7 separate regions of the Mus musculus genome follow, and all the other regions are linked to region 3. Evidence: chromatin contacts called from public ChIA-PET, HiChIP or PLAC-seq and promoter capture Hi-C data. All regions are on one chromosome and are shown on one strand. The core of a region is the stretch at or near the end of the contact, and the rest is flanking DNA. Distances in the headings are between cores, read along the strand shown.

The links. Promoter capture Hi-C pulls out the DNA fragments that hold promoters and counts their contacts. ChIA-PET counts read pairs in DNA pulled down with a chosen protein or histone mark. HiChIP or PLAC-seq counts read pairs in DNA pulled down with a chosen protein or histone mark.
Region 1: a contact with region 3 is called in an H3K27ac HiChIP or PLAC-seq map of neural progenitor cells, with 47 times the contacts expected there. The contact joins the enhancer-like site here to the promoter of Ube2e3 in region 3. A contact is called at or near these places in 5 of 39 promoter capture datasets (the 3T3-L1 cell line, 3T3-L1-derived adipocytes, cranial neural crest and 2 more), 9 of 484 Hi-C or Micro-C datasets (the HL-1 cell line, Sertoli cells, adipose-derived mesenchymal stem cells and 6 more), 12 of 115 datasets of contacts at active chromatin or transcription factors (the NIH/3T3 cell line, astrocytes, bone marrow-derived macrophages and 9 more) and 1 of 9 other capture datasets (macrophages).
Region 2: a promoter capture Hi-C map of hippocampal neurons shows a contact between it and region 3, with 2.0 times the contacts expected there. The contact joins the enhancer-like site here to the promoter of Ube2e3 in region 3. A contact is called at or near these places in 5 of 39 promoter capture datasets (the C10 cell line, HPC-7-derived erythroid cells, hematopoietic stem and progenitor cells and 2 more), 1 of 115 datasets of contacts at active chromatin or transcription factors (memory CD8 T cells) and 2 of 9 other capture datasets (adipose tissue and liver).
Region 4: an H3K4me3 HiChIP or PLAC-seq map of bone marrow-derived macrophages shows a contact between it and region 3, with 4 times the contacts expected there. The contact joins the enhancer-like site here to the promoter of Ube2e3 in region 3. A contact is called at or near these places in 8 of 39 promoter capture datasets (the 3T3-L1 cell line, cranial neural crest, epiblast stem cells and 4 more), 1 of 484 Hi-C or Micro-C datasets (myocytes) and 9 of 115 datasets of contacts at active chromatin or transcription factors (bone marrow-derived macrophages, cardiomyocytes, craniofacial prominence and 6 more).
Region 5: an RNA polymerase II ChIA-PET map of memory CD8 T cells shows a contact between it and region 3, with 65 read pairs. The contact joins the enhancer-like site here to the promoter of Ube2e3 in region 3. A contact is called at or near these places in 8 of 39 promoter capture datasets (the 3T3-L1 cell line, the C10 cell line, the HPC-7 cell line and 4 more), 17 of 484 Hi-C or Micro-C datasets (B cells, CD4 T cells, CD8 T cells and 13 more), 6 of 115 datasets of contacts at active chromatin or transcription factors (DN3 thymocytes, bone marrow-derived macrophages, effector CD8 T cells and 3 more) and 1 of 9 other capture datasets (macrophages).
Region 6: a promoter capture Hi-C map of pre-B cells shows a contact between it and region 3, with 4 times the contacts expected there. The contact joins the enhancer-like site here to the promoter of Ube2e3 in region 3. A contact is called at or near these places in 9 of 39 promoter capture datasets (the 3T3-L1 cell line, the C10 cell line, the HPC-7 cell line and 5 more), 4 of 484 Hi-C or Micro-C datasets (cerebellum, embryonic stem cells, natural killer cells and 1 more), 1 of 115 datasets of contacts at active chromatin or transcription factors (bone marrow-derived macrophages) and 2 of 9 other capture datasets (liver and macrophages).
Region 7: an H3K4me3 HiChIP or PLAC-seq map of neural tube shows a contact between it and region 3, with 4 times the contacts expected there. The contact joins the enhancer-like site here to the promoter of Ube2e3 in region 3. A contact is called at or near these places in 5 of 39 promoter capture datasets (the 3T3-L1 cell line, 3T3-L1-derived adipocytes, cranial neural crest and 2 more), 1 of 484 Hi-C or Micro-C datasets (cerebral cortex) and 4 of 115 datasets of contacts at active chromatin or transcription factors (bone marrow-derived macrophages, embryonic forebrain, embryonic limb bud and 1 more).

Annotation. Positions count from the first base shown.
Region 1 is chr2:78,538,670-78,541,685 of GRCm38.p6, forward strand. No RefSeq gene overlaps it. Among named protein-coding and RNA genes, the nearest start is that of Gm46750, 150 kb to the left of the region's middle. Within about 2 kb of position 1,367, at least 43 of the 459 cell types and tissues checked have an H3K27ac peak or open chromatin away from gene starts, as enhancers often do. A contact at or near this core is called in Sertoli cells, craniofacial prominence, neural progenitor cells and 1 more, where this site is marked.
Region 2 is chr2:79,308,302-79,311,194 of GRCm38.p6, forward strand. All of the region lies in intron 17 of Itga4 (integrin alpha 4), which reads left to right. Among named protein-coding and RNA genes, the nearest start is that of Gm22606, 39 kb to the right of the region's middle. Within about 2 kb of position 1,635, at least 13 of the 459 cell types and tissues checked have an H3K27ac peak or open chromatin away from gene starts, as enhancers often do. A contact at or near this core is called in hippocampal neurons, where this site is marked.
Region 3 is chr2:78,867,751-78,870,457 of GRCm38.p6, forward strand. It overlaps Ube2e3 (ubiquitin-conjugating enzyme E2E 3), which reads left to right and starts at 1,297. Exons shown (of 6, transcript NM_009454.2): 1 at 1,297-1,655; 2 at 2,707.
Region 4 is chr2:78,376,851-78,379,726 of GRCm38.p6, forward strand. No RefSeq gene overlaps it. Among named protein-coding and RNA genes, the nearest start is that of Gm46750, 9.6 kb to the right of the region's middle. Within about 2 kb of position 1,416, at least 1 of the 459 cell types and tissues checked has an H3K27ac peak or open chromatin away from gene starts, as enhancers often do. A contact at or near this core is called in bone marrow-derived macrophages, where this site is marked.
Region 5 is chr2:79,269,012-79,271,985 of GRCm38.p6, forward strand. All of the region lies in intron 2 of Itga4 (integrin alpha 4), which reads left to right. Among named protein-coding and RNA genes, the nearest start is that of Itga4, 15 kb to the left of the region's middle. Within about 2 kb of position 1,385, at least 40 of the 459 cell types and tissues checked have an H3K27ac peak or open chromatin away from gene starts, as enhancers often do. A contact at or near this core is called in CD8 T cells, the G1E-ER4 cell line, the HPC-7 cell line and 8 more, where this site is marked.
Region 6 is chr2:79,369,171-79,372,233 of GRCm38.p6, forward strand. The region is part of intron 2 of Cerkl (ceramide kinase-like); the gene reads right to left. Among named protein-coding and RNA genes, the nearest start is that of Gm22606, 22 kb to the left of the region's middle. Within about 2 kb of position 1,746, at least 113 of the 459 cell types and tissues checked have an H3K27ac peak or open chromatin away from gene starts, as enhancers often do. A contact at or near this core is called in bone marrow-derived macrophages, embryonic stem cells, liver and 2 more, where this site is marked.
Region 7 is chr2:78,478,736-78,481,668 of GRCm38.p6, forward strand. No RefSeq gene overlaps it. Among named protein-coding and RNA genes, the nearest start is that of Gm46750, 92 kb to the left of the region's middle. Within about 2 kb of position 1,501, at least 11 of the 459 cell types and tissues checked have an H3K27ac peak or open chromatin away from gene starts, as enhancers often do. A contact at or near this core is called in neural tube, where this site is marked.

The DNA.
Region 1 (3,016 bases), core at 117-2,616, 330 kb before region 3:
AACACTGGCAGGAAGAGAGAGGATTCTGGAAGAGAGCCAGATGAGGGGAATTTGCTGTGAAGATGAACACAAGTTGAACACATTGTAACTGAGCACAGGTAACCAGCCACACTGTAGACTGTAGCCTAGAATAAATGGGATATTGTAAGTTATATCTAGTCAGAGAAGAGCCTAGCTGTATGGTCAAGGGGTGGGTAAATACAGTTTGAGTCTCAGTATTATTGCTGGGAGTCTGGGGCTGAGATAAAGAATCGGGGCTTAACTTGAACACTTCACTGTCTAAACTCCCTCGTTTTAAGCAAGAATGTGCTTCTTTATTTCATTATCGCTCTTCGAAAAGTTCAAACATATTTTAAGACTTGAACGTCCTGTAGTCAATAATGAATGGTTCCATTGATAGCCATCATATAGAAGTTGTGATGCGCTTGGTCACTGCATGTGTCACAGTTCTGTCCACCTCACAGTGACAAGGGTCCTTGGGAATTTTATATTCTGCATTGCAGGTGCAACTGTCTTTAAAAATAAGTCTGTTCCTTGATTATGTGACTTTCTCAGAGAAACAAGGAAGTCTACACACAAACTTAGTAAGTGTCACCTGGATACTATAAAGAGGAAATACTGATTAAAGAATTCAAAGCCAGGCACTAGAATTAGAGTTAACAGACATACATCCCTAGAATATAAAGTCAAATTTGGATTAAGTTCAATTGAAGAAATCACTATTGAAATTTCTTACGGACACTTTAATCTTCTTCTAAATTAAATCAGTCATTCATGAGGGGAAACCTCTGAGACAGCAGTCGCATCTGGTCGGTAGGCAGGGCTCACGACTTACAAAGTGCGGTTTGTTTTACCGAAATACGCTGTCTTCCAAACTAGCTAATTTTCTTTTAGTCTAGATTTAGAAATATAAATTTAATGTTTTTTAATAATTTGCATAAAATATTTAGTCCATACATATTTTGGATCATTTATTATTTATGTATTTATAGACACAAAACCCTTTCATATGTTGGGTAAATGTTCTGCCACTGGGCTACGTTGCCAACCCTAACTTGTGGGTTTGTAATGCAGTCAACTTTAAAACTGTTACCAAATAGGATTAGCTTAACTTTCCTGAGTCATGAGGAAAAAATTTCCCCAAGATATGTCAAATTTGACTGGCTAACCCAGACTCTAATTATAGCAGCACAGAAACTTACTTTGCATCTACACGTGAAATCCATGAATTCAGAAAGGTCAAAGACTCGAGGCTCACTTATAAGCATTCATTTTTACCATTACCAGCATATAAGCAGATAGAATGTCTCTTTTCTCTATTCTGCTCTTACTGTCAAGCCACAAATCCAGCCATGCCAAAGTACTTCCAGATTCCCCGAAGGACTTGCTGGCTCCTTTCCCAACACTAACTTTCCCATGGCTTTGCTACTTAGAATGGTCTTTGTTTTCTTCTTACATCAGGCCTCCGAGTATTTCAAGGACATTGGCTGTGTCCTCTACAGAGATTCCTCCCTGAGTCCTCTGGTGTGTGTAGGTGACATCTTTCCCCTCTCTCAGGACCCTACAGCTCTCACCATCCTGGACCTGAGTGATTTATTTCTTGTCTGCTTGGGAGCAGGGACTGTGTCATTTATCTCACCTTTGGTGGCATGCAGTGATTAATCAGTGAATGTTTACTGAAGGGATGGATACCTTTTCACTTGAAAGCTACTCTTGGCTTTCATTTTATTCGGAGTTGATTTTATCAACACGAATGGGATAAATGGTTACTCTCACCTTTTCACAGCTGGAAAGCTTACTGGGGACATGGACAAATGGTTTGCATTCCTGCCCCTCATTCACCTCGTGTGATCATTTCATGTGACCCTGGCAATGGTTGCTTCACAAACAAGGACCCTGTCATTATCCTGGCACTAGAGATGCAAACAAATAACATCTTTGTTTTCAAAGAGATGAGGTCTGAGCTGAAATGAGCAGTAAAACAAATCATCTGTGTTCCAATGAAAGAGCAGTCACTGGTCATACACAGTGAAAGAATGGGAGGGCGAATGTTAGGCCCTATTGTAGGGAGGTCAGGAACGCTCAGTGGATGAAAGAATTAGTAATTCCTGATAGCAGAAAGAACCTATGCACTGAAGGGTAAAATATAACTAACTGTGGCTTCACTGAGAGTCAGAGTGTGGTTCCAGCCCAGGTAGATGATACCTTGAGAACTTGGAATAGTGGTTTCTCTCTTGTAGAATTTTATCCAGGGCACTATAATTTTAATGAGGGTATTTGGTTTGGTAACAATTTAGTATTTTAATACCACAATTTGGAAATATGTTCTTATTGCAAGTATTTGTAGTGAGAAGCTAGTCTGTCCATTATTAAAGCTTCTTTTTTTGCTGTTGATGAATGATCCGAGTCCAAATCATGAACTGACTGTAGTCGCTGGAAGGCTTGACATCAGGATCCACCCATATGACAACAAGCTCCATCCATCTCTCTCCAGTTATAGCGAAAGCAACGTATAAACGATAAAGGCAGCCCCCGGGGTATATACTGTCCACTCCTATACATGTGTCCAATCTGTCCATGGTAAACAATGTGGTATGAGGTCAATGGAGAGGGACTTGGTATATCTTGATTATGCTGTTAATTAAACTTCAGACTTTGGACAAAAGGTAGTGTTTATAAAGCAAATACAATATCAAACAGAAAAAAACAGGGTACCAAGGCAATGTGGAAGTAATAACTTCCCAAGCCATGTGTTTCATCCTCAGACACTTGTGAGCACTCAGAACATCACAGATGCTGCCCAAGTTTTTACTGAATGAGCATTTCAGAGGTTGCTGCCATTCGGGGATCACAGAAGTCAAGCTATGGTGAAGTGGGTTTAATAAGAAGTGACCTAGTTGTGGCTTAGAGCCACCAGGCTAGGGAGGAAGGGAGTACAGACGTGATCCCACATCATCCCAAGGACACTGAGTGATCCTGCAGTGGCTTCCCCCTCAGAAACCATTGTTCTTCCTGG
Region 2 (2,893 bases), core at 385-2,884, 440 kb after region 3:
ATAATATTTTAGTGCTAACATTCCCATAAAGGAAGTGGATGCAAGAACAAGAGTGTGTTTGTTTGCTTTGTGTGTGTGTGTGTGTGTGTGTGTGTGTGTGTGTGTGTGTGTGTTTTCTTTTGAAAGCTTTTCAGAAAAAAATCTCCCTTCTCATGCTTACTCTAACTTGACATTCCCCCGAGTCTGTCACTGCGCAGGGAGAATGGAGTCTTTGTGGTCATGTTAGCCATCAGGCTTCATTCCCCAAAGCTGAACTCAATGCTCATCTTCTGCAACATCAAAGAAATGCTGCCCACTGCCTGAGTAATCTGGGGTTCTGGTAGCATCAAGTGGGGAACTCTGAGTAGACAGTAAGTTGTGAATGGTACCTGGCACCATGCATTTAACTCTTCAACAGGCTAATCTAATACAACTGTCCTTTGTAAAATCAAAGCCTGACTGACCTCCCGAAGCAGGCGAAGAATGAAGTTCATGCTTCGATACTAACGTCCACTCACTTCCGGGCCAGCTTCCTAATCCAAGTTCCTTTTCATTTCTCTCCTTGAACTTTTATTCAACAAAGTCAGATGATAGTAAAGAAAAAGAAAAGAAGATGAAATTCAACTTTGGACTGGAGGCCAGTTGCTGAAGGCTTCTCTTTTGTCAGATAATTCTGCTGTGTGTCTTTGAGCATTAAGCTGTGCTAACCATTCACATTTTATTTTGCTGCGTTGTCTTTTCCCCCCTTGTTTATTTCTTTCCTTATTTCTTTCCTTCCTTCCTTCCTGCCTGCCTTCTTTCCTTCCTTTTTTGTCCCTACCATTCTGATCAAAACTAAGTAATCTTCAGAGACCAAATTTATTGCACCAAGAAAGAATATATTGACAATACTAAGGTTTTGTGAATGTCTTGTAAAATCCAGTCATGTTCACTGAGAGAAAATGTAGAACCTGGTGTAACAGCTTTCTCGTTTCCTCATTCACTTATTAAGTTATGGTTCCATGTGTGCACAGTACTTGGGCTTGTGTCAGTTATGTGGACTCTAAGCAGCTTTGTAAATTTCAAGCCTGCATTATGCATGTTTTCATGAAGAATGAACTGTAAGTCCCAGGGAAGCCGCTGGTTCAGTCATGCCACCCGTCCAGATGTGCAGCTGGCTCTCCTTCATGGTATGTAGGACGCTGGCTGGTGTCTTTTCAATGGCTTCTTGTTAAAGAAGATGTATAGAAAGGTGTACTTTTAAGAATCATGGAGTTGGGATTGTGGTAATTGTGCAAAATAGCTTAAAATGGAAACTAAACCGGGAGTCTTGCTGACAACAGGAGCCTGGTGCCGCTCTGATCGGCTGCTGTCTCAGAAGCTGGCTGCGGATGCCACGCTGCCACCTTCTGTTGCCTGTCAAAGTGCCAACTTCTTTCCCAAAGGTGTTCAGTGACTAATGCTTTGGTTCCAAGCCAGAATATTTTATAAATGTCTATTTCTAAGCAGCTCTTGTACAAGTCTTAATTAAACTTTAATGTCAAGCTGAAGTTTACTTTTAGAGTACCTTGAAAGTCCCTTCGGTCGTAACTGGATGATAGAACGGTAGGGAAAAGGCAGCGTGGCTCTCTTCTCACCATTTAACAATCGCTGCCAAGGAGAAGCCTGCTGACTAAGTCCAAAGGCTCACAACATGAGCAAACCACACCACCTCCTTCGTGCTGGGGTAGCTCATGACCACTCCGTCAAGTACCTCCAGGATGAGATGGTAGCCAGGGTCTAGAATGAGTACTTTGTTATTTATTATTCATTTGTTGCACAGCTTCTCAAATCCAAGGCTCAGAAAAGAGAATTGGTTCACATAGGGTATCCTTTATTTCTCTCTCTTCTTTTCTACAGGGTGCTACAGGGGAGGTTAAAGGCTTGGGGCTGGATTACTTTTTCTACTTCTACTTGGATTCTAAGGGAAAAGCCTGTAGCCTCTGCCAGCTGAGATTAAGGACCCTCTGTTGATGTCAGAATGGATCCAGGCATGTCGATGCATACCTGTAATTACAGCACGCCAGAGCATGGGATGGAATTACAAGTACAAGGCCTGCCTGGCCTACATATAGCATGACTCTAGTCCACAAAAACCAGACAACACAAAACAAAAACCAACAGCAAAGATAATGGATTTTAGTTGTCTAGTAATACCACATGTTGCTTGTTAATTTGAAAGTTTTCATCAGTCATGTGGGCTGTATAGCAGGAGCCACCCCAATGGTTTTTATAACGTGACAGTTTCAATTTCTTGGAAAAAATGCACTCAGTCTCAGTTGCTCATCTGTACCAGTAGTGCAAAAGCGAGAATGGCTAGACTCAATAAAACTTTATTTATAAAAACAAAGGAATGATTTACGTTCAGACAGGAGTTTCCAGATGCCTACTCTGTTGGCCTGCCTGCGTTTCCTGTGGCATCCACTTAGTACAGCATTTTTTTTCTAGGTTAAAACACACCCTCTTATAGTATAATTTGTTATTTACTTTGCATAATGTATAATCTTGTATTTAAAAAATGTTTTTACAAGATAAATAGAAATACAGGGAGAAAAGATAGGAGGAATGCAAAGGGATATATACACAGAACAAGTATATGTGTGTATTCAATGTGAGACTATTATAGTTCTACATGGGAAATGACTGAAATCCTACTTACCACTGACTGGGCAAAGAAGAAGACAAGTGGCTAACTAGGGTGGAGCACAGACTTAAGTGACAAGCAATTTGCAAACACCGATTGAAACTAATTTCACAAAGTTTAAATAAAAGAAACTACATTCAAAATCGCAGCTACCAAGGATTACATCTAATTACATTTGTATGAGATTCCACACTGGCTAAAACTCGAGTGTGGGTTCCAGGAGTCAGTGGTCATTTAGGGGGGCCCCGGTGA
Region 3 (2,707 bases), core at 47-2,546:
AAGCTCTTCTATTTGGAGGAAAAATAGTATGTTGGCTCACTTCTTTTCATTTTCCTTTCTCTTGAGCATTGGCTCATGTCTTATGGCTCCGCCATTCTAGTTTCTTCTGTGAACTCCTCCTCCCAGGACCCCTGGCCCTGAACACTCTTGAGAGAGGAATGCACAAATTCCTTCGAGGTTCCATCACTGGAACATGGTCTCAGGAGCGGCAAACAGGAAGTTTCTGGACTTCTGTCTATTTTGTGCTTGGGGCAAAACTGGACTCCACTTGGAAGATTCCGCAAAAAGCAAGGCAGGAGTAAACCAGCAACCTTCCTGATTCCTATCTAAAACTTTTAATGAGGACAGTGTCATATAGAGTCAGTCCCTCCATGGCTTCTCTATCCAGAAGTGGTCTCTCTCTCTCTCTCTCTCTCTCTCTCTCTCTCTCTCTCTCTCTCTCTCTCTCTCTCTCTCTCTCTCTCTCTCTCGCAAAGCAGAGCCCGCCGCCAGACACATCGGGTTATTGCCCCTAAACTTCCTCACTCCACTTTTTACATCTTGAGCGGGACATTTAAAACACAGTTTGGGATTTTGTAAGTTTCCAAAGCGTCCAGAGGGCAGTCCCCTTTTGGCAGCGCCATTGCAGGACGGGAGCCAGAGATTAGCCGAGGTAGGTCCCCTGGTCTCAAAATCCTATTCACCTCGCTCAGAAGCCCAGGACTCTACCTTGCTACTTCCTTCAGCTCAGAGGGGCCAGAAGCAGCTTTCCTTTGCCTGCGTGCCTGGCCTCCTCAATAACACCATTCATCGCCTGCCTCTCGGGGCACCGGGGAAGCCCCAGTCACGCGCCAGGGTTCTCGCTCAGGTACGGGATTCCCGGGGTAACCGCCGGCCCCTAACCTCAGGGGCGGGTAGTCCACTGGGCAGCGTCGGCCCGGAGGCGGGCTCAGGCCGGAAGCCACCCGCGGCCCCGCGAGACCGCGCCCCCGCCCCCGCCTCCTCGTCCTCCTCTTCCAGTACGAGCTCGGCGGCCAAGGGCGCAGGGGCCAGCCCGCCGGTCCCCGCCGCGCTCTTTGTCCCGGCCGCGCGCGGGCGGACGCGTGCGCATCTGCCCCCCCGCCCCCCAGCTCCCCAACCTCCGCCACCCCCCGCCCGCCACCCCCCACCCGGCGGAAAAAAAAAAAAAAAGAAGGCGCAGCGGGAGCGCGCTCGCGCGGGGGCGCGCGGGAGCCGCTCGCGCCCCCTCCGCCAGGCAAGCAGCGAGCACGCGCGCCGCCGCGCCCGCCCCTCCCCCGCCCGCCCGCTCGCTCGGAACTTGCTGACTGCGCGACCGGGAGGAGCCGAGCCGAGCCGAGCCGAGCGCAGCGGCGGGAGGCTGAGCGCGCGGGGGGCTCCCGCGTCCCTGCGCCTTCGCCTTCGGCCGGCAGAGCGCCCACCCCACCGTGGCTCCCGGAGCGCGGGGCGGCGCCACCCTCCGGCCGCAGCGCGGCACTGCACGGCCGCCTGCGACTTTCGATGTTCCACACTCCCGGGCCGGAGCCTCGGCGGCGGCTTCTTTTCCCGCCCCCCCGGTGCCCCCCCCAGGCTGCCTCCATTTCCTCAAGGAAGGTTCCTCGGCGCTCTCCCTCCCCCACAGCGTAGCGGCGCACGAGCGGGCCGGGCGGGCGGCCGAGGTAAGGCGGCGGGGCCGGGGCCCGCGTGGGGGGCGGCGGGGGCGGGGGCGGCAGCTTTGTTCGCGCCGGGCGCCGCGCTCCTCAGTCCGCCGCGCTAGTCAGTCAGCGGCGCGGGGCGGCGGGTCCCGCATCCCCCGGCGGGCGGGCGCAGTGGCGCGGTCCCCTGCGCGGCCCTCCCCACAAAGGACCGCGGAGCTGCGTGGCCCAGTGCTCGCCCCGGGGCGGGCCGCGCCAATTTGTTGCACTTCTGGGGGTGGGGGGTGGGGGAGGGCTTTTGTTTGTTTGTTTGTTTTGCCCTCGGGGTTTTGGCCGCTTTGCGGATTTTTTTTTTTTTTTTTAAAATAACAAAATGTCGGTCGGTGAGGGAGGAATTGAGCGGGGAACGTCGATGGCACCGGGAGCTTTGCAGAAGGTGCAGTTTGGAGCCTGCCCTTCCCCGGGTGGCAGCTCGGGCTCGGCCCGGTGAATCCTCGCCGCCGGCCGTGGGGACGGCTGTGGGGCGGCTGCCAGTTGATTTTTTTTTTTTTTTTAAATTCGAGTGCTGTGTTCAAAGGCTTTCGGTGCGCACGGGAGGACCCCGTCACCGTAAATAAGCATATGGGCGACTAACGGGGTATGTTTTTCCTCTGGGAAGGAGGATTTGATCGCTCAGACCGGTGTCAGCCTGTAAATATTTAGACGGTATTAGTGACTTCTGAACATTCTCGGCGAGATCTGTTATTTACAGTTGTCATATGTTATTAATGCCCGTTGCCCAAGTTCCCTGGCAAATCTGTTTCATGCCTTCTGAGAAAGTAGACAATTGATAGATTGTCCAAGGGATGGGAAAAAAATGTGAGTGGGTTTTCCAACTTGCATTTTGGTAAATCCCTCAACGCCTGCATTATAAATTATGATACGTATCAGATTCCCTGTAACGTGCTGCACCCTAAGTACAGGGACTTTCGAATCCTTTTCAATAAAATACTCTCAAAGGTGCTTATTGAGAAGTGCATGCTGCTATTTTTTTTTAAAGATCTAATGTTTCTCCATGGGTCTCTTCTCTCCTTAGA
Region 4 (2,876 bases), core at 166-2,665, 490 kb before region 3:
ATTATGAGCATTCTTCACTTTCTTAATTGTTTATTATTATTATTATTATTATTATTATTATTATTATTATTATTATTTTGCTATTGCTGTTGGTCCTGGGTTTTTTTTGAACACTAGGTTGGCACGCAAGTGTTGAGACAATATCCTCCATCATTTGTTTATACATATGGGCTCTTACCATTTAGTACAAGCTAGCCAAGAGCTTGCTGTATATCCCAGTCTGACTTTGAACTTGTGATCTTCTCACTTTTGCTTCCTGAAGGATTGGGTTACAGGCATGAGCCACTGTGTTAATTCTAAGAGCTTCCTTCCACTGATCTAGTGGGATGATTTTCTCTTGGTGAGAACATTGTAGCAAGAAACTGAAATTGGGAAGACTGGGAAAATGTCCTTTGCTCCTTAAGTGAAGCAACGGTCAGTAAGCTATGGTCAGTAGCTGTAAATAGATGAAACACTAGTTATCTGTCCCAATATCCATCCTTCCTGATCATAGAGTTACGTTATAATATATTCTCTTCTAGTGATATTATTTCTTCCCTTAACATGACTTGATTTCATAGCTAAGTGTCCTGTTTTGTACTTTTCAAAAATTTCTGTTTTAAGGCTGTTGATGGCAGCATTTCTGTGATCCATAGGTTTATTCTTATATCCATATTTCTTCCATGTTGGGCTTTATAGAATTAACATAAAAGTTGATGCTTACTTGTCTTAGAATAGAAAATCATCCCTGATGGTCAATTAACTATTATTGTGAAAGATTATATTGTCATATCACTTTCTGTAGAAAAATGTAAGCTTAAAATCTATTATTTCATCTATACGTTAATTTTAGAAATAGAATTTTCCAACTTTCTAGGGTTTGAATGCTATGACTTAGAAGTAATGATTTAATACTTATGCAGGGAGTTGCTCTCAGGTCCACAGGGAACCTAGATAGTCATTCTCAGGCAGTCATCTTCAATCTTCTTTGCTGAGGATTTTCCAGAATTTCAAATTTTGCTCTAGGGAAAAACGTAATTAAAACTGGAGTGGTCGGAGCCACATCCATGACCTCTTCAGATAGCACTGATGTATGGTGGGGAGAATGGTCAGTCAGGGAGGTAATGAGATGTGAAAGTTCTTACTTGTTCTTACTTTCTACTCCTCGCTTGTGAACTGTCCCTTATGTCAACTCTTCAGGCCTTGAGTAAAGGCTATAGTCACATCTTCTTATAAAAGGATTGAACATTGCTATTCTGAGAATGCAGAATGCAAAATATTTTGTTAAAATGTGACCATCTCAAGACTTGTCAACCTCAATCCCCTTCACCAATTATGCCTTCTATTTCTAAGGATAAAAGGAAAGTAAATATTGCCCTACTAAAACTGGAGCAAGCTTCCATTTATAGCCAGATGATTAACTTCCTGCATGACTAATGAATGCAAAGTGGACGACCTAATGCTGTTGGCTGTGTTACATTTCAGTTTATGAGGGGAGAGAAACAGTGTCAACCGACATTATGTATCTACTGACTTCCAGGAATACCACTGCATAATAAAGACCAAAAGATAAATGAGAGCAATGTACAGCTATGCATTCAAAATTATTTTCTTCTTCCTAATGGGGACATTGTGTTCATGAGATAACCACTGTTTTAACAAGATTCTATAGCTAGGAATAGCATTCTGTATAATTTGTGTTAATTTAGTCATTGAGGAGAAGGTTAATTGAAGGTAAAGTTGTAATTACATTATATCCCTGTGTGAGATTTATTTTACAAAAGTAACTATAGTATCATAATAAACTGGCCCCAAAACAATGACACAGGAACTAGAGGGCTTAATATAGTTAAGTAGAATACAATTGCAATGATTCTTGTATAATTACACAAAGTAATTTTCTAAATAATTTTTTATGTAACAGAAACACATCTGAAGCTATTTTAAAAGGAAAACACATTGATATTCAGTTGCTGTGGTCGACAGTTTAATTTATGTTGAGTCAAAAGATCCAAGTTAGACCTTCATGCAGACATCATAGTTAATAACGATTTGAGAAACACTGTCCTTGTGTTCCAAAGGAAATTCTTGGACACACCCTACCATGGTCACAAAGTGACACAGAATATTGGATCTGGAAGTCATCAGTATAAATTAGTAAATGTCTGGGGCCTAAGAGTTTGGAAATGTATATGTACTGCTTTGCTTCCTATAGACCAGCATTTAGGATTAAGTTACCTGGGGAGAGTTTCCTGTATGAACTACTATTCCCATAAAGGTGACTTTAGAGAAAATGAACAAATATATGTATTTTCAAAAAATACTTCACTGGATAGCAGAGGAGGTAAGTGACTTCTGAGTCATTCATGGTTTTGGTTTGCAGCTTTAAGTTATTCAACAGATGACCAGGTATCTAATAGCCTTGGTCTCAGGTTTATTAATTTAGTTTTCTGGGAAAGACTGTTATAGACTAGTGAAAAAAGGCACTTAGAGCAAAACATAAAGAAGAAAAAAGATGCGGATTGATACCATGACAGCCATTATTGTCTAATATGGATTGGTAGATTTCTACTTCTCCACATTTTCACTGATGATGCTTCAAGGTCACTTTGCTTTAAATAGACAAGGAGACAGATTCAAGAAAAAACAAAAAGAAGATGCAAAGAAAAGTGACAACCCTTATGACAGAAGACCCTGGTCTGGGGGATGTGGTAATCCACTTATAAATATCATGGAGACTCTAGTTACTGACGGAGCTGGGTGTCCTCTGGTTGCTGATACACAGGCAAAAAGAGTTTTCCAGTAGGATTGACCTCACTTTCAAAATTCACAAGTACTTGTTTCTAACTAAATTACAATAAATTTAAAACCACGTGTTTTATCCACTAAGTTCATCT
Region 5 (2,974 bases), core at 135-2,634, 400 kb after region 3:
GATATTTTTGAATGCTGATGGCCTGGTCTCCCCACAACCCATCAGCCTTGGGTTTGAGTACTCGTGGTGGGGGAGGGGCACGGGAGGTAGTTGGTATTTGTTTAAAATTCTCCTGGGTGATCTCAAGACCATTCAACTCCTTCACACGGAACAGTAGATTTACAAGCACAGAGGCTGAGGGAAGGAACTCTCAACGGTCTAAGAAAAGCATAAGATGGGGCCATCTTGACTCTTCTGCTGAGATTTTTCTGGCATTCCCAAAGAGAAGAGAAAGTGTTCCAGAAATCAAGGAAGTTCCAGAACTGGAGTGGTGACTTGCAGACTATTCCTGGAACTAATTTTGCCTAGTAACACATACTGAAAGCCTCTCTGTATTGTGGTTGAAGTTGAGGATTGTCTCAGTGGGAAGCAATGTCAAGAAGCAAAAAGAAGAAATAATCACAATGTGTAGATGTGTGGGTGTGAGTGTGTATGAAGGGAGGATGTGTGTATACATAAGTGTATGCCTGTTAAAATAATTCCTCACAATTTTATTATTTTATGAATTTTCTTTATGGCTTCATAGTCGTACTTTTGACCCATTTTGAATCAAGACATGTAACACAAATAGAAGACTGATTATTGTTTTCCATTTATGAAGTTCAATTTTTAGCACATATTTCTGGGTTTTGGGTTGGGATGGGATGATGGCTAATAAGATTTGGGTTTGGCCACAATGAAGATGAATAAGGTCTGTGCTGAACCATAGAAGCAGAGCAGAACGGCTGCAAACAAATGTATGCAGCTAATCCCAGTCAAAACAAAGTCCTCCTTCCTACTGGTTACTATTCATCATCGTTTCTTCCCAGCGATCACAGCCTATACCATTAAGAGCTCTTGACTTCTAAGGTTGAGTCTTTTCTGTAAAGTAGATAAGTGATATACATTATATCGTTTAATATATACACACACTATGTAAATATATATATATATTTAAATTACCACAAATCAGAGGCCTATAAATTAGACAGTATCTGTTGTTGATACCACATAATAACACATGTGAAAGACTGTGTCTAGTCTGACTTAACCCCAGCCTCCACATGCCCCATTCAAGAGCAACTTAGCCTCACCACTTGAATCCTGAGAAAGTCTGAGCATTTTTCATGTCAAAATAAACACCTCTTCTTGTGGCTTCTGGAGGGCTCGTTGTTCTGTTTCTAAGAATCATTGCTTTAACCAGAGAACTAAGAGTAGGGACTTGGGCAACACAGGAAATAAAGCCTAGAGCCTTACAGGCTCTCAGAGAAGTCATTCTAAACAAGCCAGGTCGTTCAGAAGTCCTTCTGAAGGACTCAGAAAAAAACCAGAAATGGAGAGATATGTGCTGAAATGATAAGAAAGGGGCACAGAGAACAGGAAGGCTAGGCAGTAACAGCAGTAACTGTCTTCTGCAGGGCTAACTCTACTGTGCAGGAAGCAGCTTGGATAAAACAGATAACAGCTTAACTTGGCAAAGGTGTCTCTAATGTTCATTTAAAAACGTAGGGAACAGCTCAGCTAAGAAACACATAATTGCATGCAGGATGCTATTCTTGCACATATGAACTTCTGGGCCATTTTCAGCTAGCAAATTTGCACGCTATCATTTGCATGGTTCCAAAGCATCGTGTTTGTTGTTTTTTAACGTCTGGTGACTAACTAGAGAAGAGAACATTTGTTTGCAAATATCAAACCTGATCTTGAAGAAAACACCCATTTTTCATCCCCATGCAAACAGGGAAGGTGGCGTTCGGAGGACCACGCACTCTTGTCTTTAACAATGACAACTGCAGGTGGATTGGCTGGTGTTGACTATAATTTTAAAAATAGTTTTGTATTTTCGATTATATGGCATTTATTGTTATAGTAACAGAGCTTCAACTGCACATAGCCTGGCTGCCTTTGGTGGTGCGTTTTTGACATTAATTTTAAAATATTGGTGGTTTTAAAGACAATTCCAACTGAAAACTGCATCCCAATGAAAATTAAATCCTTTGGCCTCCCCTTCTTACTTCTCCTGTATTGGTTTGGAATCATGTAGCCCTAGTAGCTCCCTGTGTTAGGCTAACACTGTTGGTTGAATGCTTCTCAGCAATTAGAGTGAAGTTTATTGGAACTGGAAGATGGTAGCTGAGAGCTCACAAAATGGAGTGTATAATGGAACATTATAAAACAGGTTCTGTTTTCCTGGACTTCCTTCCTTTCCTCTTCTTTCTCCAGCCTTTCCTTCTCTCATCATTCTCACATAGGAAGCTCTGTGTACATCAAGACTACTCTCTATCAGGGTTTGGACCACAGCGAACTGTTCTTCCTGTTGCTTAGCAGTGTTCTTTCTCTGGGTCTGTTTGCCTTCATTTCTCAGTCAATCTCCCAGACTATCCATTAGTAGTAGAAGACATCATTGGTTTCCAGGAAACCAAGCCAACAAAGCATTATCAATGTTCTATGCTAACCATGCTTCTGACCTGATCTGAAGCAACCCTTGGAATGGACAGGGATGGCTGGATCCCCTGACTAGGACTCCAGGAAAGAGTTTGGGCAGCTCCCGTAAGCTCGGTTGTGTTAAAGCATTAGGTATTTCTGTGAATGATGGTTTGAAATCCACACATATATTCATAAATATCTTCCTACACTTCTTACACAGAATCTTTATGACTCAGGAAAGTCAATACAAATGATCTCCTTTTAAATATATTATCTTTCTGTATGGAGGCGTTGTGAGTGTTCCTAGGAAACTCTACCTAGGATTCAGATAAGAGAGGAAAACAGGTAGTTAATGATACAAAGATGCGTGTGAGACATTTTGTTATAACACTATAAAAACTTGTGACCAGTGTTCAAAATAAAGAATTCCAGCTTCCGGTACACTTACCTCATCGAATCAATGCTGTGGCTTTTTTCCCCCCCGCTGTCAGAACTAAGCACAGAATATTCAAGTGTTAACTAAGGAGAA
Region 6 (3,063 bases), core at 496-2,995, 500 kb after region 3:
GACACCTACTGACCCCAGGCCTACTGACATCTGACCTTCCCCATGACTCCAGGGACAGAATTGAGCAAGCAGGGAGGGGTTACTGTTTTCAACCAGCGCAGTGCATGCTGGTAGCTAACACAGGGCTTTAGGTCAGAGTTCAAATCCCAGGAGAGAGCAGGGGCGAAAGTGCTTCTCCCTTGGGGATTGGGAAAGCACCCACCTCTCAGAGGCAATCGGTCACTGTGCTGCCTCACAGTTGGGACTGAGATTTGATATTGCAATTTTCTGGGCTCTGCAAGACGCTTAGCACTGAGAACCCACTTGGAGCAGGTGCAGAGCAAATTGTCTGTTGTTAGGAAAGGGCAGGAGCCAAACGGAAGCTGACAACCATTTCTTTTGTAGTAAGCTGCTTTCGGAAGACAGCATTTTAAGGTTACAAAAGCAGTTAACATTCGTTTTGAATAAAATCATCACTAAAGATAAATGAAAGTAAATGTCCATTTATATCCAACTGTGTTTTATACTATACTTAGAATATTTTTCTCTTTCATTATATTTGAAGTAATAGACTTTTTTAAGTCCTACATACTGTTTTGAAATCAGGGAGGGCATGGGATGAGGAACAGAAGAGCCGTGTTGAAGTGTTTGGACATTCTCAGGAAGGCCTCAGGGTCTGTTTTGTAAGGAGCTTCATCGGTCTCCTGGTCACACATGCTGACACTCCCCCACCCCCAACCCCGCCGCCCCCCTTCCATGCCCCATGCCTCGCTTTTTTCAGCTCTTCTATTTGGATGAGCACTGAGAATCCTACATTGCAAGTGCTAGCTCCTGGGCCTTGTGTATCACTCACCACTAACCCACTCTGGTACAGGGAGGGCCCCATGTCTGTGCCAGTATGCTTTCCCAGATTTGCATAGCTCCAGCGTAGCTACTCCGGTCAGTGCTTCACTGTTCCAAAGCTGCCCTGGCCTCTCTGCTGTGGACACTACTGCCCAGGCCCCTTAAAGTGGCCATCAGAGAATGCAAATGTGTCCTGAAGCCAGTTCATCGCCTTCTCTTACATCAACCTTCAAGAGACTTATGGGAGGTTTGTTTTCTAACCTGGCCAGAGAAGATGGTGATGGTAGGAAGCAACAGCACAAGGGCATCTAGACTCAAAGCAGAGGCATGAAACACTATGGGAGTTTGTGGGGGTGGAACTGGACGGGACGGGAGTTTGTAGGGTGGGAGTGTATGGGGGTGGGAGTGTATGGGGGTGTCCTGGGGTATATTGGGGGTGTTTGAGGCAGTGCTACTTCTTAGGGTTCTGGAAAAGCCTTCTTGAAGAAAGTAGTATTTGCGTGAGGCTTCCTTCTCAACACAGAATGCCTTCTTCATTACTCTCCAATTAACAGTCGGACAGGGCTGGAACTTCTAGGTGCTGCCAGCGTAAGCGAGCACACAGAGCCAGGTCAACACCCGCGTTTCCTGAGCAATTTCAACTCCCTTTTGATAACTCCGGCCATTGTACTGCATCAGATGCAGAAGCTGCTGCCGGACCTTCTCCGTTCAGTTTTCTGTTTCTGTTTCAAACATGCTTCTAAAAAAAATTAAAATCCTACCAGTTTTTTTTTTTTCAAGGCTGCCGCCAAACCCCACTTCCTCCCAGGAGTCTGTCTTCATCCGTCCCCGGAGTCTGCCGGGTTCACTGCTCTGCACCATTTTACTCCAACCTCTTCTCTTCCGGTAACTTGTTTTTGTACCCTTTATACAATAGTCTCTGATTGGACGCCTTGGGGCTTCCACTAGCCAACCACAGTTCAATTAAAAATGGGAGGCTTGACAGTACTACATTACACTGTGCTGGGCTTGTTTAAGCATTCGGTTTGACAGGTTACATGGACACTAAGCAAATAACAAAACAAAAAAATAGTTGCATGAAACATTCCAAAGTTAGAAAACTCTTACTTTCAGAAATTAGAAAAATTGATTCAGGCAAGCAATAACGGATCCCTGATTTATCGGATGACAATTAGGCTATTTACATAATCCTAAACTTCACCCTTTACAAGCTACTGAAGCAGCTTTGTAAAGTTGTGAGATGTGAGATTCTGCATCTGATGAGAATACTGTTGCTGTCTCTTAACCAGGAACTGAGCAGGCAAATGTCTCCTTTGCTTTCACTAAACCAGGCCAGAGCCAGGAGCTGGCTTCAAGCTTCAGGTACCAAGAGTCAGAAGTAAATCCATCCTTGTCCATACACGTGTAGAGATCTACATTAGCCGGAAGGTCTTTTCGTTTGTAAACAGACAGTATCCATGCAGTTGGCGTTATAAAAACTGAATTTAATTTCTCCATTTTCTATGGTCCTAGTTTCGTCACCAACACCTCCATGCCTGCTGTGTATCAGGCAGAAGCAGGGGATCTGAGGTTCCATGAGTGAAGCCCTTGTCCTTACAAAGATGGCATCCTAATGGATGGACACAGAAACGAATTCAGATTTGGCCAGAAGGCATTCTACAGACAAAATTACAGCAAAGAAGAGGGAGAAGGTGACTCCCTGGTAGGAAAAGTCAGGTCTTCCAGAACTTTCCAGTTATTTCTAGGGACTTTGTTTTTTTTTTTTTTTTTTTTTTTTTGCTGCTTAGAAAGAGATACATGGTAAATTTTGAGCAAAGCAGTAATAAAACCTCTGGTTTTTAAGTAGGCTCACTCTGGCCTCGGTGTAGAGGCTGGAGTTCTTAGCAGAGCCACAGGAAGGCAAAATTAGTGCTGCTGGCTAAGGTTCTGAGTAGAATAAGATTGTTCTTGCATCAGTGTGGGTGCCATAGATGGTAACATTAGATTTTGCACCTATTTTAAAAGTGAAACTGAAACAGAGAGAAACAATGTGGCCACCAGTTCTTATACACAGTTTATCTCTCTGCTTCTCCCATATCTATCCACCTTTGGGCACTTTTCCCCTTTGGTGTCATATCTAAAGTGTCAGAACTTCTTCCACTTTAAAAATATATGAAAAATCTAATGTTAACGTATATGGCACCTACACTGATCAGGGCCCAGTTGGACTATACAAAGAGGTCTGGATCAGCTAGGGCTGTA
Region 7 (2,933 bases), core at 251-2,750, 390 kb before region 3:
TGTTTTGTTTGAGAGAGGGTTTCTTACTGACCCAGAACATGTGTAAAGATGCTTCATGGCCAGTGATCCTCAGAAACCCACCTGTCTGCTTGTATAGAGCTGAGATTTCAAATGCCCACCAATATACACTTTGTTGTTGCTCTTATTAATACGGATTGTAAATATTCTGGCAACAACTTTATCTGGTGAACTATATCACACAAATGGGTAGTATATGCTCATTGAACAAAATGATGGCATCAATTCATTATGTTCTTGTACCAGTATATCATGTACTTTGACCATAGTTAGCCTTCCTATGTTCTGGAAGTTTGAACTTGTTTAGCACCTATGATGACTTGGGAGGGAAATATACAGAGAACTAAAAGACAAATTGCAAAGTAAGTAGTTCTTCTGGCAGAATAACAGGTTATATCTAACATTCTTGTGACATTTTGAAATTTGAATTTTGAGTCCCACACTGTGAGCCAAGCAAGGAGGCAGTGTTGTTGTTGACAGAGTTGATGGCAGGGCAAGGGTGAGAGGTTGGTGAGGGAGAATCTAGTTTGAAAGGGAGAAGGTTTGGGAGCAACAGTCTCGTACTCCACTCATCATCCTCAAATGTGCTAAATGGAAAGGCAAGCTTCTGTCAAAGTACAGTCTAGGAGGATGGAGGGTTAGAGGCACAAAGACCCAAAAAATTCAAACTTGTCCTCTCCCTGGAAGACCAGACTTTTCTGCAGTTCACGCGGGCCAGTGTCAGACAATAGGTATTGGTAGTTTTCCTTCCATTATTAAAGCAGTGAAATCTTAGACTACTTGGCAACTCTGAGAGTGGATAAACTGTGAAGATTGAAATGCCTGACTTCAGTTTTCTCTTTACAAAAGAGAGTTTTCTTTTGTGTCTAGGCTTTTGTGTACATAAAAATATCCTCTGTGCCTGTCCAGAGAAGCCTGGCATACTGCGTTAAATTGTTCTTTCACTTTAGAAAATAGAAAGACTCTAAGTGTTTTTTTAAAGAGGTGTTATGATTGTCCTGCGGTTTTGTGTACTGAGATAAAACATTATTTCCAATCACTTGGCCTTTGCCTTTCCAAATCTATCTGCTCTTCCAAGCTCTGTATTAGAGTCCTTTATCCCTTCATCCGGCCATCAAGCATTCTCTAGTCCATCTTTTAGATTCTGTCTAAAAGCAACTGTCTTCAATATTGGCACTATGTAGTGATAGGCAAAATTCGTTTTCAGGTTCTGATATCTTTAGGGACACAGGTTGTCACTCATAGCGGGAGGTTAATAAATGATTAAAGAAAGAATGTGTGTGTGTAATAACTCAGGTTACTGGGGGCGCTCCATGTGCTGGAATGTTTTTTTTTTCTAAGCATTTTTGCAATGCTTCCTCATTAATCTTATGAGACAAGGCTTTGCCTGAGGCCAGGTGTGGGTGACTTCTGCCTACTGATTATGCAAACACAGATCTGGGGTATGAATCCAGGCATGAGTCTGTACCCTGTGATCTTTATTACTGTGGATTCCATCTGGAAAACACCTACAGTGCGTGTCCTGATTCGCTAGCCAGATAGAGTGGGTGGGAGGCATGAGAAAAATGATGTTTGCAACGTTGGCCTTGGATCCTGGACCTAGAAGTTTACATAAGTGAAAAAAAATGCATTTTATAGGTTATCTGCAATAGAGTGGGTTGCTATTAATATTTATTTTATTAGATCTTTTGGGAATAAATGAGATAGTACAGAGAAATGCATATAATGAGTGTGTGTGTGTGTGTTTTCTAATTCATATCCTTTTTGAGATGGATATCCTGACTCTGCAGTTCTCTTTCTAGATTCATCACTTTTCTTACAACAATGATTTGCAAATAGTATGAAGTTGCAAATTATTATTAATAACTGAAAAATTTAAAAATACACTCATACACATCAGTAGACCTGCGTACCCAGCCCTGCTTCCCCCCCCAAAAAGAGTGGGTTCTTTGTTTTGTTTTTTAAGTTATAATTTTAAAACCCCAAACCAAGCATTCTGAACTCGTGAATTGCAGTTCTTTGAGGGGTGACCGTTTGGTACTGGTGCATTCTCCTCTGGGGACGTCCCTCTCTCACCCCCAGCTTTCCATACAGGTAGCATCATAACTAACAGGCTACATTTAGAAACACTATGTGTACATGTATATAATATATGAATATGTATGCATGCAATAATAATTAGTGGAAAAGAGGCCATGAGTATGAAGGAGAGCAGAAAGAGGTGTAACAGGAAGGTCTGGAGGGATGAAAGAGAAAATGTAATTTAATTACCATGTCCCTTCCCTTTTCTCTTTTTTCCTCCTTTTCTTTTCTTCTTCCCGCTTCCTCTAGCCTTACTATGTTGCACATTATCCTGGAACTCCTTAACAGCCATCTTTCTGACTCTGCCTTAATGCTGGGATGCCCGTATTCCTTGTTGTCTTATTATAGAGTGACTATTGATCCAACACAGGGCCATAGCTTACTTCTTACACAGCTGCATGTTTATTCGACCTTATTTAAGTAGTCTATATTATATTGTATTTTGCCTGTAGCATTTGGGTAGCCTAATTCAGTGCTCATATGCATAGAAAACAAATATGTTTTAATGAGAGAGATAATAGTTTATTTGCTTTAAAAAAACTATTTATTTTTCTTCTTGGTTGTTTGGAATTGTCCACCCAAAGCATATTTATTCCCAGAACAGCAATCAGAAAGAAAAAGGGCTGTCTCAACTGCAGGAGCAGGGGAGAGCTGAAGAAGGGCCCCATGATTTACCTCTACTCTGTCCTCACACAGCACACAGCCCATGGCGAGAAAGGAGTCATTTAATTGCAGTGTCTCTGTGGGCAGTGCAGGATCTACTCCAGAGCGGCTAAGTACGGGATTCACAATACCCACTGTCTAGTTAGAAGAATGGCCACTGTTGCCTCAAG